Regions from separate parts of the Mus musculus genome. Here all the other regions are linked to region 2. The links are chromatin contacts, called in public HiChIP or PLAC-seq and promoter capture Hi-C maps. All regions are on one chromosome and are shown on one strand. Each heading gives the region's core, a stretch centred on a gene start, on an enhancer-like site or on the middle of the called end of the contact. The rest is flanking DNA. Distances are from core to core; before and after follow the strand shown.

Evidence for each region. HiChIP or PLAC-seq counts read pairs in DNA pulled down with a chosen protein or histone mark. Capture Hi-C pulls out chosen DNA fragments and counts their contacts.
Region 1: a promoter capture Hi-C map of pancreatic islet shows a contact between it and region 2. The contact joins the promoter of Rasal1 here to the promoter of Plbd2 in region 2. A contact is called at or near these places in 3 of 39 promoter capture datasets (HPC-7-derived erythroid cells, macrophages and pre-B cells), 4 of 484 Hi-C or Micro-C datasets (CD8 T cells, embryonic stem cells, regulatory T cells and 1 more), 3 of 115 datasets of contacts at active chromatin or transcription factors (the 230-238 cell line, the SCID.adh cell line and pancreatic cancer cells) and 4 of 9 other capture datasets (adipose tissue, liver, macrophages and 1 more).
Region 3: a contact with region 2 is called in an H3K4me3 HiChIP or PLAC-seq map of the 230-238 cell line, with 5 times the contacts expected there. The contact joins the enhancer-like site here to the promoter of Plbd2 in region 2. A contact is called at or near these places in 3 of 39 promoter capture datasets (hippocampal neurons, liver and stem cell-derived epiblast-like cells), 7 of 484 Hi-C or Micro-C datasets (bone marrow-derived macrophages, colorectal tumor organoids, embryonic stem cells and 2 more), 8 of 115 datasets of contacts at active chromatin or transcription factors (the 230-238 cell line, acute myeloid leukemia, double positive thymocytes and 2 more) and 3 of 9 other capture datasets (adipose tissue, liver and pancreatic islet).

Annotation. Positions count from the first base shown.
Region 1 is chr5:120,646,661-120,651,160 of GRCm38.p6, reverse strand. It overlaps Rasal1 (RAS protein activator like 1 (GAP1 like)), which reads right to left and starts at 2,349. Exons shown (of 22, transcript NM_001359144.1): 1 at 2,251-2,349; 2 at 1,627-1,773. The coding sequence starts at 1,691.
Region 2 is chr5:120,500,651-120,505,525 of GRCm38.p6, reverse strand. It overlaps Plbd2 (phospholipase B domain containing 2), which reads left to right and starts at 1,903. Exons shown (of 12, transcript NM_023625.4): 1 at 1,903-2,239. The coding sequence starts at 1,935.
Region 3 is chr5:120,694,355-120,698,745 of GRCm38.p6, reverse strand. Dtx1 (deltex 1, E3 ubiquitin ligase) reads left to right here. Exons shown (of 10, transcript NM_008052.3): 3 at 3,634-4,336. Among named protein-coding and RNA genes, the nearest start is that of Dtx1, 15 kb to the left of the region's middle. Within about 2 kb of position 1,650, at least 58 of the 459 cell types and tissues checked have an H3K27ac peak or open chromatin away from gene starts, as enhancers often do. A contact at or near this core is called in the 230-238 cell line, liver and regulatory T cells, where this site is marked.

The DNA of each region.
Region 1 (4,500 bases), core at 1,100-3,599, 150 kb before region 2:
AGGGTAAGTCCTTATTAATGACTGACAGAGTTGGCCACCCACTCAAACCTCGCCGGTCAGGCTGAGTCTCAGCTCTCTGCCTTAGAAGAGGGGATTAGAAGACATCACAACTAATGACTCACTCGCAGACAAGGGAGCCCCCAGCTTGCTCCGAGAAGATCCCTTTTAAAGAAGGGAGCCGACCACGAGAGAAACTGAGGCTTGGTGCTCAGCAGGCCACAGAGATACCTCTTCAGCCTTGCTCTGGGTCACAGTCAACCCCAGAGCTTACCTTGGCCAGAAAACTGGAGGGACAGGGGTGAGCCAAGATGCAAGAAAGCCCCTTCCCGAAGAATCATGGAGCCCTTGAGCCTGTGTCCTAGCCCGGTGGCTACATCTGTCACCAGCTCATAATACTCTCCCAAGACTGGTTTACCAGGTGGAGTTCAGTGAAGCAAAAGCCCTGTTTCTAGGCAGGTCCCTTCCATCAGCCACTAACTGCCAAATCTCCACTCCTGCCCTGCACTTCTGTAGTCTCCAATGCTCATCTTGAAGTGGGTGGCTCAAAGCTTTTACTTCAGGTGTGTATTTATTTGTGGTAGCTAACCAGGAAGGTGGGGTACTAAAAGTACTCAAAACAGCTCCCCTCTTGGCACAGCTACAGTTTGGAGGGTGCCAAGGAGGCTCCCCAAAAGCAAAGACGTATGCAGAATCTGCAGCTAGGGTAGTTGGGAGTTTTACCCAAGAATGGTCTCTAGGTCCCACCATGCCTGCTCATCTTTCTACAGCTGACCTCCTAGTCAGTGTCTTCCACTCTCCCAGATGGACACAGGATCTAACAGCAGCTCTTTCCAGCACTACACGACCCAGATGGGACACCAAAGGCCAGCAAGAGGCAGGTTCAAGGTCACTTAACACACCTCCGCCCAAGGATCCTGACACCTGGCTCAGGTGCTGACACCTCCAAAGCCCCTTCTGGCTTTGGACCAAGCAGGAGGGGGTAACCCGCTCCATCCACCCGCCCCCAGCCCCATTCTGCTGAGTCAGCACTTGTTGACTCCGCCCCGGAGAACCAGAGCCAAGGACAGGGGCCGAGGAGCCCAGCGCCCCCAGACCTATCACACGTGCACCTGCGAGTGTCTCTTAGATCACTTGGAGATCTGAGATAGTCCACCCTAGGTTTGCAGGTACAAAACCGGGGTTCCGGGTTAGAGGACCACCTGGTGAAGCGCTGCAAATCTAAACACCACCCCTAAGGCATGAAAAATCTTGGGGTCAGTCTGGATCACAGCCCTCAGGGGCTCTACCCCTAGTGGTCTCTGGATAGCCTCTTCTGTCGCTCGGAGAAGCCCCACCTCCAACACCTGCTGGAGCTAAGGAAGGGATCGCTCAACCCCCTCCTAGGCTCTAAGAGTACCCAGTCCAGAGCTCCTTTAACCCGTCCTGTAAGACCCACTTGGGGACATCCTAGAACAAAGACACCCTCCTTCCCGGGGGTGGGGTGGAGGTGGAGGGAGCAAGGTGCCGCACCTGCTAAGCCTGGGCGCCCCCTCCCACAGAATAGGGAGGGCGGATCCCCAGCAGCGGGTCCTAAACAGGGCTCCCCACAACCCTTCTACGCACCCCAGTGGGCACCCGGGGACTCACACGTCCTTGGCGGGCAGTGCTCGTCCCTCCACCACGCGGATACTCAGCGAGCCGCTCTTGGCCATGTCGCACAGTCCCAAACTTTCCAGGCAAGGAGTCTGCCGAGGTTCTGAGGCTGGACCAGGAGGTGACCCTACATGTCATCAGCTGCGGGCCAAGCACGCTGTCAGCCGGTTCCCACGTGTCCGGGTCTGGGGTGCGAGTGGGCTGGATGCAGGGCTAGGAGGGAGGCGTGCTGGGTCCCGGAAGGGGACATGCGTCCAGAGCTACAGGTAGCTGTGCGCTGCGATCTGGGCAGGCTGAGCCAGGCGTCTGCCGCCCGGGAGGTCCCTCCCGATCCCGCCCCCCGCAGCTGCCCCGCCCGCCCTGAACCCCTACGCGAGCGCCCCCTGCTGGCACCCCAGGCTACTGCACTCAGCCGGGGACCCCCCAGGCGCTATGGGTCAAGGGGTGGGGTGGAGGAGGCGCGAGCAGTCAAGCAGGGCTGCAGGCTGTTACTGAGCTTATTTTGAACCCTCCAAGAACCCGGGTGTCTCCTGCCGGCCCTCAACCCAGCACCTCCACACCTCTCCCACCTCCTCCACCTGCCACCCCAACACCAGCCTCGGGGTCCCGGAACAGTACTCTCTCTGGGCGGCAGGCGGCGCACGCTCCCTGGGGGTCTGATGCGAGTGGAGGGAGGGACCTCGAACATCCCCTTGCATCTTCTCTTCGTCTCCAATTAAACCCGGAGTGTGCCAGCGGAGGCTCCCACGTCACCGGCTGCCACTGCGGGGGAGGAAGCCGCGGCCGCAGGGGGAGGGGAGGCGCGGAGATAACACCGCCCGGGCGGCACGATAAGAGCCATCTGCAATCCTCGAACACTTAACCAAGTTCCAGGCACGGCTTGAGCCTTTCATGGGGATTATCTCAGTTTTGAGCCCTCGGCAACTCTGTATGTCATGGGAGCCCTCTATCTATGGATTTAAAAACAAAACAAAACAAAAAACCAAAATAAACACACACACACAAATTGGGGTCCTGAGAGGTGGGGGACACTTGCCAGAAGTCTCCTTTCTGGGTTTGAGTTCTGACTCTGCTGCCATTTGGTAGATGTGGTAATGCCTGGTCTTAGATGAGTCAGTCACTTAACCTCTCTGTTCCTCGGTTTAGTTTTCTCATCTGTTCAGGGAGCATGACACGACACGTGTCTCATTTACAGGGTTGAGAGAGAATTAAATGAGATACTCCCACACGGGCCTCAGAAGAGTGGTACACACCTAATCAGGCACAGAGCATACGGTATTTTTTGTTGTTCTTCTTCTTCAAGGTGTGCCTTAAATGTCACGTCTCCTGGCAAGGCTTTTAGGAGGCCCTTCCACACCCCCCACGCAAAGCTCTTCTTCCTTTTTCCTCCGTTCCCAAGATGCTTTGTGCCTTTGCGAGTTTTAAATGGGATCATGTGAACAGAAGGCTTGTCCCAGGGTAGACGCTGGCAGAGCTACCTTCCTTCTCGAAGTCTGTGGTTTAACTAACTGGGGAGTATTCAGAAAGGCTGGCAAGGGCAACTTAGGGCCGGGCACCCATGGGAGTGCAGAATGAGGTCACCTGCAACTGCCCTGACTGGCAGGACTGGGAGCACCTGCCTAGCCCTGGGAGCACCTGCCCAGCCCCTGGAACTGGAGCCACCTAGTGGTCTGAATACCCTCCCTCCCCCTCTTCCCAGCCAGCACCCATTCCAGATGGAAGTGAGCTGGTACCCTGGAATTCTATCCTGGTGGGTTTCCGGGAAGACCACAGCAGGCCAACCCAGGGATGACCCAGGGTTGAGTCCAAAACTGCAGCAGCCCCTCCTCCTCCACCCCTGCCTCCCCCACCCCCACCCCCCACCCCCTGCCTACCACCATCTGCAGCAGTAACTCTACGTTTTTCTGGGGAGGAAGAAGATTTGCCCTGTGGTTTCCCTGCACACACACACACACACACACACACACACACACCTGGACAGACACCTTTGCCTGGGTATTTTGCCCCTAGGGTTATAGAGACAAGTCATCCAGGTCCCCGGGCACCCTGATGGAGTGTCCAGATTCCATGACGTACTGGCCAAACACAGCCATCATTAATCCATATTCCAAAGTGAACAGGAAGCCCTACTTCTAATTTTCCTAACTCTAAACCCGCAGTGGGATCTGTCCAGTCCAGCTAGGCCACCAAGGACCAGCTCTGTCACCTCCCTCCTACTTGACACCAGGTCCTCTGGCACAGGGGCCACAATCTCTACATTCTCTATATGACCCTCCCTGACTACTTCCTGTTGTTCTAAGAAACCTTGAACTAAAACAGGCGGGAGGCTGGAATGGAATCCTGCTCAGACAACCCCGATCCAGGACCCAAAAGGGAAAAGACAGCCAGGGAGGGTATGTATGACTTGCTGGGAGCCAGCAGCCAAGACAGAAAGAAGAGACCCTGGCAGCCATCAGTTTCACACAAGACCCAATCATGTCCCCTTCACATGGCTAGTATGAGGCCAGCTGTTCCAGCTGTTCTAAGTATACAGTAGGTGCTTATGAACCCCTCTCCCAATCTTCTTAAGGGAAAAAAAACACAGTCCTTGCTAGCTCTCTGCCATGTCTAGCATCTATGGCTGCAGACATCATGTAGACACTTAGGTGAAGCCAGGGTGTGATGGTATGCACCTGTAATGGCAGAACAGGAGGCTGAGCCAGAAAGATCGTGAAGTACGGGCTAGCCTGGGCTACAAAGGCTAAAAAAATAAATAAATTAGTGTCTGGGGCTGCCGCCCAGTTGGTAGCATGGTGCCCCAGGGTGGCACACAACTGTAAAACCAGCACTTGGAAGACAGCAGGAGGAGGATTAGAAGTTCAAGGTCAT
Region 2 (4,875 bases), core at 654-3,153:
CAGGGCCTGGCCTTCCCTAGGGAGGCAGGAAAGTCGAGCGTGGCTGTGGTTGTGTCTGCCCCCTGGTGGCTGGGAAGGGCAGCGTCCACGGTGCTTTCGAACTGTTCGACTCCCGGTGCTGAAGGTTCTAGTTTTGTGACTAGAAGTCATTTTATCTGCTTGGGTCTCAGTTTCCCCAGCCTGTTAGGGACTTGGCGACAGAAAGTGTTTGCAGTAAGGGATTAACAGATGACAGAAGAGACTCGGATTTATGCCAGGGAATGGCAGGGGAGTGCCTCTAGGGTAAGCAGGCAGTTGTGAGGTTTTAGGTAGTATCTTGTTTATGTTTTTTAGGTAGGATCTAATGTCCCCTAACAATGTTCTTTAACTTTAGTGTGTATCTGAGGCTAACTTTGGACTCTTGATCCTTCTGCCCCTGCCTATAGAGTGCTGGGTTTACAAGCATGCATTAAAAAAAAAAAGTTTAAGGGACCTTAAACTTTTCTCTTCTTTAAAGACAGGACTGGGCTGGAGAGATGGCTCAGCAGTTAAGAGCAATGGCTGCTCTTTCAGTGGACCTGGGATCGATTCCCGGCAACTAACAGTGGCTCACAACCATCTGTAACTCCAGTTCCAAGAGAACAAGACCTGGTGCCCAGACGTGCATGCAGGCAAACCACTCATTCACTTATTCATATCCTTTTTTTTTTTTTTAATGATGAGAACTTATTTAGTCTATGTAAGTCTCAAGATGGTGACCCTCCAGCCTCAGTCCAGTAACTGCCGGGCTTACCGGTGTGTCTTTAAATATGTCCCTCAGGAAACACCTTTCCTGCTCTGTGAAACATTCTAGAAAGGTTATGCATCAGGGTAGGGGAAGAGGGACAGAATGAGTTCTTTTTTGGTATGGGATCAGGTCTCACTCACACTGTACTCCAGGCTTGTCTGGACATCTTGCAATCCTCCTGCCTCAGTCCTTCTCAGTGCTAGAATCGTAGGTGTGAGTCACTTTGTATGTGTGAACCCGTGGCATTTGTCACTGGTTGACCAGAGGCAAAGTTGGCCAGCAACTTGACCAAAGATGTTGATCTGCGTTGAGGACAGCTTGTATGTTCACACCCTTGGCTTCTGGGGCCTGGGGCTGCTGGTTGAAGGTCTGACACCTGCATTGGTTGAAGTGCCAATCACTGCCTCTCTTTGTGTACATTTTGAGACAGATTCTCACTCTTTATTCCAGACTATTTTGCAGACCTCAAAAGCACAGGTACAGGTCCTCCAACATCCAGCTTTTTAAATAAAAATTACTTTGAGACGGGATCTCATACTGTGTACTAGGCTAGCCTGGAATTAACTCTGTAGCTCGGGCTAACCTGATTAACATATTGGGACTACTTCATTCATGGACAAATAGGAAAAAGAAGTTGCGGGGCTGGGAGATGGCTCAGCAGTAAAGGGGGCTCGATGATCTTGCAGAGGACTTGAGTTCGAATTCCAGCACCCACATTTAGACAGTTCACAACAGAGCCTCAGGGAATGTAACACTCTTTTCTGGCCTCCACCTGCATCCACATTCCCAAAAACACACACACACACACACACACACACACACACACACACACAAACACACCATGCAGATCATACACATAAAAGAAATCTAAAAATATTAAAAATTAAAAGAAGGTGAGGAAGAGGAAGAATAAGTAAAAAAGGTGAGGAAGAGGAAGGATAATTTAAAAACAAAGCAAAAGCAAACAAACAAAAACCAGAAAGAAATTCCTTGGGAGGGAAGGATGCTGAGCGGTTTTTTTTTTTTTTTCCACAGAGAGCGCGAGTCCTTTAAGGCAGGCCCCGCCTCTCCAGGAACACAGACCACGCCCATCCCGGAAGCCCAAGCACAAGCCCCGCCCCCACCCCGCCCCTCGGGACGCAGTCACGTGGCCCGGCTGCGGCTCGCGATGGCGGCCCCCGTGGATGGGAGCTCCGGCGGCTGGGCGGCCCGGGCGCTACGGCGGGCACTGGCGCTGACCTCCCTGACCACACTGGCCTTGCTGGCCTCGCTGACCGGGCTGTTGCTGAGCGGCCCGGCGGGCGCTCTCCCTACCCTGGGGCCCGGCTGGCAGCGCCAAAATCCGGACCCGCCGGTCTCCCGCACCCGCTCGCTGCTGCTGGACGCCGCGTCGGGCCAGCTGCGCCTGGAGGATGGCTTCCACCCCGACGCGGTGGCCTGGGCCAACCTCACCAACGCCATCCGCGAGACCGGGTAAGGGTTAGCCATCCCCGCCACGGCCTGGCGGGTGACAGGGGCCCTGGACTGCCTCCCTGGGGAGTCCACAGCCAGGTCTGGCCCAGGGCTGGTGGCTGACTCAGTAACTCCTATCCCCAACCACAGGGGTTCTCCCCGAGGGGCCAGGGGACCTGCCCTCTGTCCACACGGGTCCCCGCACTTAAGGCGAGCTGGACTAGAACTCGGTATGTAGACCAGGCTGCCCAGGAACTCACACAAACTCGCCTGCCTTTGCCTCCGGACTTCTGGTACTAAATGTTTACTCTGCTGCCCATTTGTCCCTAGCCTAAGGGATAATGACAGTTGTCAGTAGCCCCAGGCCCTTGTCTCCCTCCAGAGCCAGGGCGGCTGGAGTGAGCCAGGCTCCAAGCCAGAGGGAAAGTTGCAGGTCCCTAAATTCACAAGCGTGGACAGTATCCTTGTTAGATGTTGCTGTCCCTGCCCATCCCAGGGACGAATTCATGGCCCGATGCTTCACTGAGTTAGGTGCTCAGTGTGATCCCTATCGCTCTCGGAACATAGGCTGGCCCTGTGATCTGTTGTCTCACTAATTCCCTTGCTTCTCTGGGTCCCCCACATCACTGCTGTGAACCCAGAACTTGATCGTGGGTTCTTGCTGGGGTCTGCACCGGGAATAACGACTTGTGCTGAGCTATTCTTATCTTGGCATGTGGTCACAAGGACCCAGAGCCAAACAAGATTCAGGCTGAGGGAAGACACATGGGCAAATCCCACGGGAAACCGGAGCCAGCAATCTGCCTGGAAACCCAGATTTGGGCTGTGTAAGGGGAGCATCCAGAACCTGTGTGTCCCCATCAGACCTCGATGTGCTCATTCTCAGGGGCCACAGTCTCCTGCAGCATGGGTTCGCACAGGTTTGGTCATCTCCGGTGATGGTGGTCCTTGGATGGTTGGTTGCTGTAGACATCACAGCTGGGTGGGGTCAATCTGGGAAGGCTTCCAGGGAGAGAAGGCTGCTGATTTGTCTGCTATATGAAGGGAACCACAGCTCTGGCCGGCATCAGGGGCACCCCCTGTGACTCGATCTGGCGGTCTGTTCTCTGCTGACTCAATCCAGATTTGCTTGTTTAGCAGAGCTGAGAGGGTATGACGAACCCCTGCTTGGATGCAGAGGCACAGGAGGTGTGTGGAGGGGGAAGGACGGGGGTGGGGTGGCGTGGGGGCACTCAGACTGAGAATGCTTCCATTTACAGGACTCATGGGAGTGGGGACGGGTCTTCCTTGGTTGTGTTGGGAATTTCCTGCAGCCTCCGATCCACTGTTGTGTGATCCAGGGTGAGTGGCTCCCCTTCTCTGAGCCTGTTTTCTTGCCCGAGATGGGGTTCAAAGGGTCCCCCAGTTTCAATGGGACTTAGAAAGCTCCACTGTGGATGTAAGGAGAGAGGAGGGAAGGAAAGGAGTAAGGGTCCCTTCGGCCATTTTTCGATTGGGGAAACTGAGGCCCATCACCATGCTGGCATATTTCCTGTCCTCTCTTTCCTCTCCTATGGCTCCGGTCCTTTCACTGTGAGACCCCAGCACTATAGGGAATTCATGGTGGGAGACCCCAGTTTACAGGCAGGGGAACAGACCCTTGAAGACTTGGGTCAAACAGAAGTCATCTGGCCTGGCCTGGTCCCCGGTCGATGGGAGCTCCAGCCTGGGGGTGTCTGGCTCACATTTTTTGAGGCAGAGGTCAGGAGCTAGATTCTCCTGGAGTTAGTATCCCCCCTTGTCAGTTCTGGGATTTTTGTTGGTAACCGCCCCCCCCCCCCCTTCTCCTCCCTTTCTGCTGCTAGAGTTTGGCTTTCTATTGATTGATTGATTGATTTATGGGGTGTGTGGGATGGTGTCACATGAACTATGGTGTATGTGGAGGACAACTTGAATCATGTCTCTCCTTCCAGTAAGTCCTGGGGAACAAACTCAGGTCATTAGGCTTGGTGGCAATCGTCTTTACCCACTGAGCCATCTTGCTGGCCCATGAGTCTGACTTTGGCCCACCACCCAACACAATCCTGAGACTGTTTCGAGAACTCAGTCTGTTCTCAGTGACTTTGAACTTGTGATCCTATATGTCCCCCTCCTGAGAATGCTGAGAATATTGTCATGTGCCATGATGCCCAGTTTATGCAGGGCTGGGGACAGAACCCAGGGCTTGGTGCCACCTGAGCTGCCCCTCATCTCCTTTTTAAAACGATTATTTAAGCATGGTGTGGTAATACATGCCTTAAATCCCAGCACTTAGGAGTTCAAAGCCAGCCTATCTACAAATCGAGTTCCAGGATGGCTACACAGAGAAAGCCTGTCTCCAAAACAAAACAAATAAACAAAAAAACCCAACAGGGCTGGAGAGATGGCTCAGTGGTTAAGAGCACTGACTGCTCTTCCAGAGGTCCTGAGTTCAATTCCCAGCAACCACATGGTGGCTCACAATCATCCATAACGAGATCTGGCGCCCTCTTCTGGAGTGTCTGAAGACAGCTACAGTGTACTTACATATAATAAATAAATAAATCTTTAAAAAATTATTTTAAAGCCGGTCGTGGTGGCGCACGCCTTTGATCCCAGCACTCGGGAGGCAGAGGCAGGCAGATTTCTGAGTTCGAGGC
Region 3 (4,391 bases), core at 401-2,900, 190 kb before region 2:
CTGCGACAGAACTAAGAAGTCCTTACTGGAGGGGCTGGGCCTTCGAGAAGCTCTGTGGGATGGTAAGGAGCTCACCATGTAGGGACGCTGGAAGTGGGTCATGTGTGGGATAGCAGCCAACACGGATCGATCGCATCTATACGCCAAGTCCCATGCTAGGATGCTAGGCAGCTGTCATGCCTTCTTTTACTCTGTCCCCCAGAAGTTGCTTGGGGGAGTTGTTAACACCCCCATTTTACATATAAGACCACTGAGGCTGTTTGAGGAGCCAGGGTTCCCACAGTCTCGCTGACCTACTGGCTGCTTACAAGAAGCATTCTGGAATTCTCACTCATTCTGACCCTGAGCCCCCTTTGGCTGGGGACCTGAACAGCAGGTGGAGCACAAGGGGGCAATTTCCTTGTGTCCCTCCTATCCCATTCAAAGGGGCGTGTCTCTTCACCTTACCACAAAGCTGACCATAGTACTTAGGGTTCATCTCTCAACAGCCCCTCATTCTGCAAATGGGAAAACCTAGGCACCAAGCAGGGAGGAGTCTAGCAAGCAGGAGCGAGGGGACAGGATACAGGGCTTACTCCCAGCACAGAGAAAACCACAGAAAATCGATATGCAGTCCATTAAAACAAACAGGCATCAGGCCCTAGGGGAGTCTTCCTGTAGTTGGCTGAAACATTATTGGTGTCTAGGGACCATATTTCATGGCACCTTCTACCCTGCCCATCTCCTACCACAACTACAGTTCTAAGCCTCAGTTTCCTCAGCTCTCAGGGCTGGGGCTGTTGTGAGGGGCAGCCCTGGCTATTCTAACAGACAAGGTCTTTGCAACCTGTGTGGCAATACAGTGTAGGACAATCAGACAGGGTCTGTGGTCAGGAGGGCAACCTCCCAGCAGGACACTACGCTGGGTGCCCCCATCTGGCTGTAGGCTCCTGCACTAGGCACCCTGGAAACATCTCATTTCATGAGGACCTACTGTGTGAGGCACTGTGCCCAGACTAGAGATGAGGGGGTTAGAGGGTTAGGCAGAGGAGCCCCTGTGGGCCTGAGCTGACAGGAAAAGAGCCTGCTGTGGCCAGGATGAATAAGTACCAGGGAGTGGGGTACGACAAGGCAGGGACAGGACAGCTCATTCAGCAGCCAGGTGTGGGAAGGGCTTTCCTAGCCCGTGACATCCGTACAGACCTGGATTAAAGAAGTCTGAATGTGGTTAAGTCATAATCCAGGCAGAAAGAACAGCTGTGCAAAGGCCCCTGAGGCAACACGGGGTTTGAGATGACGAGGGAGCAGCAGGGAGGCCAGGTCATCATGAGGACTTCAGCTTTTACAGGCCATTGGGAGCCACATAGCTCATGAGGATGGATGGATGTGGGCTGAACAGGATGCCCGGTGGGGACAAGGGCACAAGCCTACTGCTGTGGGCCAAGCAAAGGAGGCAAAATGGCTCAGGCTCAATGGCTTGAAGGAGCCGGGGATCGGGCAACAGAGCTGTCAAGAGGCAGCTTGATAGGTCTATCTGGGGACAGGAGAGAGGGTGGAGCCAAAGGCAGCAAGTTTGGGAGGAATCAAAGCAGAGGCAGGCTGCTCCCCACAGCCTCAGGCACCTCCCCACAGCCTCAGGCTCCTCCCCACAGCCTCAGGAGCTCTGCCCACGTGGCCCATCTCCCTGATGAGACCCTAAGGCTAACAGAGGAAGTCACCTGAATGTGCTTACACTCAGAACTAGATAGTCACGATGACGCAGGAACTCCAGATGAGGGCTGTCTGCTCCTCATCCCCCAGGGACCTCCTGAAGACTTTGCTAAAAGGCTACCCTTAGCTGGGTGTGGTGGCACACGCCTTTAATCCCAGCACTAGGGAGGCAGAGGCAGGCAGATTTCTGAGTTCGAGGCCTGCCTGATCTACAAAGTGAATTCCAAGACAGCCAGCACAAGACAGAAACCCTGTCTCGAAAAACCAATAAAAGAAAAAAAAAAAAAAAAAAGGCTACCCTCAAGTCCAATCAGGGGCCTGCGGGACATGTTGGACCAGGGAGCTCCCTGCCACTGTCGAGATGGGGCCAGCATATTAATCCTTTGTCTCATTGCGGTGGGGAAAGGAAAAAAAAAAAAAAAACAACTGACAAAATCACAGTTCGAGGGTACAGTCTGCTGTGGTGGGAAGGCATGACAGCAGGCACCCGGTCATGTGACATCCACTCGGTCATGTGACATCTGCCCGGTCATGTGACATCTGCTAGGTCATGTGACATCCGCAGTCAGGAAGCAGAGATCGAGGCAGATGCCATTGCTCAATTCCCTTTCTCTGATTTTCTGCAATCCGGGACCCCAGCCCACAGAGATCGTGCCATTTACAGTCAAGGTGTATCTCCCATCTCTCCTAACCCAGTCCAGAAACTCCCTCCCAGACACGCCCAGAGGTTTGGCTTCTAGGTGATGCATACTAGGCCCTGGCCAGTTGATGATCAATACTGGCCAGTTGATCAGTAACTGTTATCCTGGCCACAGAGGCCAGGGGAGGCATGAGGGCTTTCCCACAGCTTTGTAGTGGGTGTGGCCGGCCTTACACGAGTCCAGGAGAGTAATTTCTATGCTGTGGCACCCTGGGTTAGGCAGGCCAGAGCCAACTAAGGCTCTGAGGAGTCCTACAGCCTACAGTATACATCATTGGCAGATTTTCTCCGGAGCTCGCCTCTCAGGCAGAGGGGTTAAGCTTCAGCCAGAGCAGAGCAAAGGCAAAGGAAAACACAACAGTGGCCAACCGCAGGGCAGGCCCGGATACCACAGAGCTGTGTGGGGGTCTGGATGTGCTCTTCAGGAGCAGAGCAGATACTCAGCACTTGTTGACTGAGGGCTGGAACAGGGTGGGGTGAGGGGACGCGAGGAATGCCAGAAGAGGGAAAGGGAAAAGGTACATGCCGGTGTGAATGTACACAAGAACGTGTACTGAAAGAATTGAGAGATGAATGAATGAATGAATGAGTGGATGTGTGGCTGAATGAATGAAGTGAGAAATGCGCGCAGGTGTAACCGAATTAATGGACCTATGGGAGAAGTGTGGAATCCGGTGGACCCTGTGTGAACGAAGAAACCCACAACTGTTCCGGTTTCTGGGCACCCTGGGAGTCCGGGAGGGAGCTGGGTGGGCAGGTGGGCCTTGCGCTCTGTGTGGCCACTACCAAACTTTACTGTTCTCCCTGCCCCTGTGGTTACCTGGATCTTCGGGGTCGCCTTGCCCCTGCAGAGGGCGGACTGGCTCTCCAGGTCTACCCCTCCCTCTTTCCCCTTCTTGGTTCTCTTTACAGCCCCTGGGTACCTGTTTCCCAGCGTGCTGACTGAGCCTCTGCCAGCATCTTTCCCAGCCCCCTTGCCTTTTAAAATTTTAATTGCTTTTATTTATTAATTTATTGGAGGTCAGATCAAAGCCTGAGGGAACCGATTCTCTCCTTCCACCACGCGGGTCTCTGGGATTAGAATCTTGTTGTCAGGCTTGGTGGCAAGCACCTTCCCCTGCTGAGCCATATCGGAGGCCCAGTCTCCATGTCTTGAATCTCCCTGTCTGCGCTGATCCCCTTCCTGGCTTCGAAGGGTCCCTCTTGGGGGCCTGTATTGACATCTCTCTCCCTCCTGAGCACAGGTACCATGCGGCCGGTGCGACGCAACTTCTACGATCCATCGTCGGCGCCGGGCAAGGGCATCGTGTGGGAATGGGAGAACGACGGCGGGGCGTGGACGGCCTACGACATGGACATCTGCATCACCATCCAGAACGCGTACGAGAAGCAGCACCCGTGGCTCGACCTCTCATCGCTCGGCTTCTGCTACCTCATCTACTTCAACAGCATGTCCCAGATGAACCGCCAGACGCGCCGCCGCCGCCGCCTGCGCCGTCGCCTGGACCTGGCTTACCCGCTCACTGTCGGCTCCATTCCCAAGTCGCAATCCTGGCCCGTGGGAGCCAGCTCGGGTCAGCCCTGCTCCTGTCAGCAGTGCCTGCTGGTCAACAGCACGCGCGCCGCCTCCAACGCCATCCTGGCCTCGCAGCGCCGCAAGGCTCCCATTGCGCCAGCCGCGCCTCCAGCGCCCCCTCCGCCCCCGCCGCCGCTGCCACCCGGAGGACCTCCGGGTGCGCTCGTTGTGCGCCCCAGCGCCACTTTCGCCGGAGCTGCGCTCTGGGCCGCACCTGCCACCGGCCCCACGGAGCCTGCGCCGCCTCCAGGAGTTCCCCCAAGGAGCCCTAGTGCCCCCAACGGAGCGCCCACACCGGGCCAAAACAACCTCAGTCGACCAGGACCACAGAGGTCCACCAGCGTCAGCGCACGCGCCTCTATCCCGCCTGGGTAAGAGTCCCCCCACCCCCCACCTCCGGAAGGGCACCCAGACCCCTTAGCACGT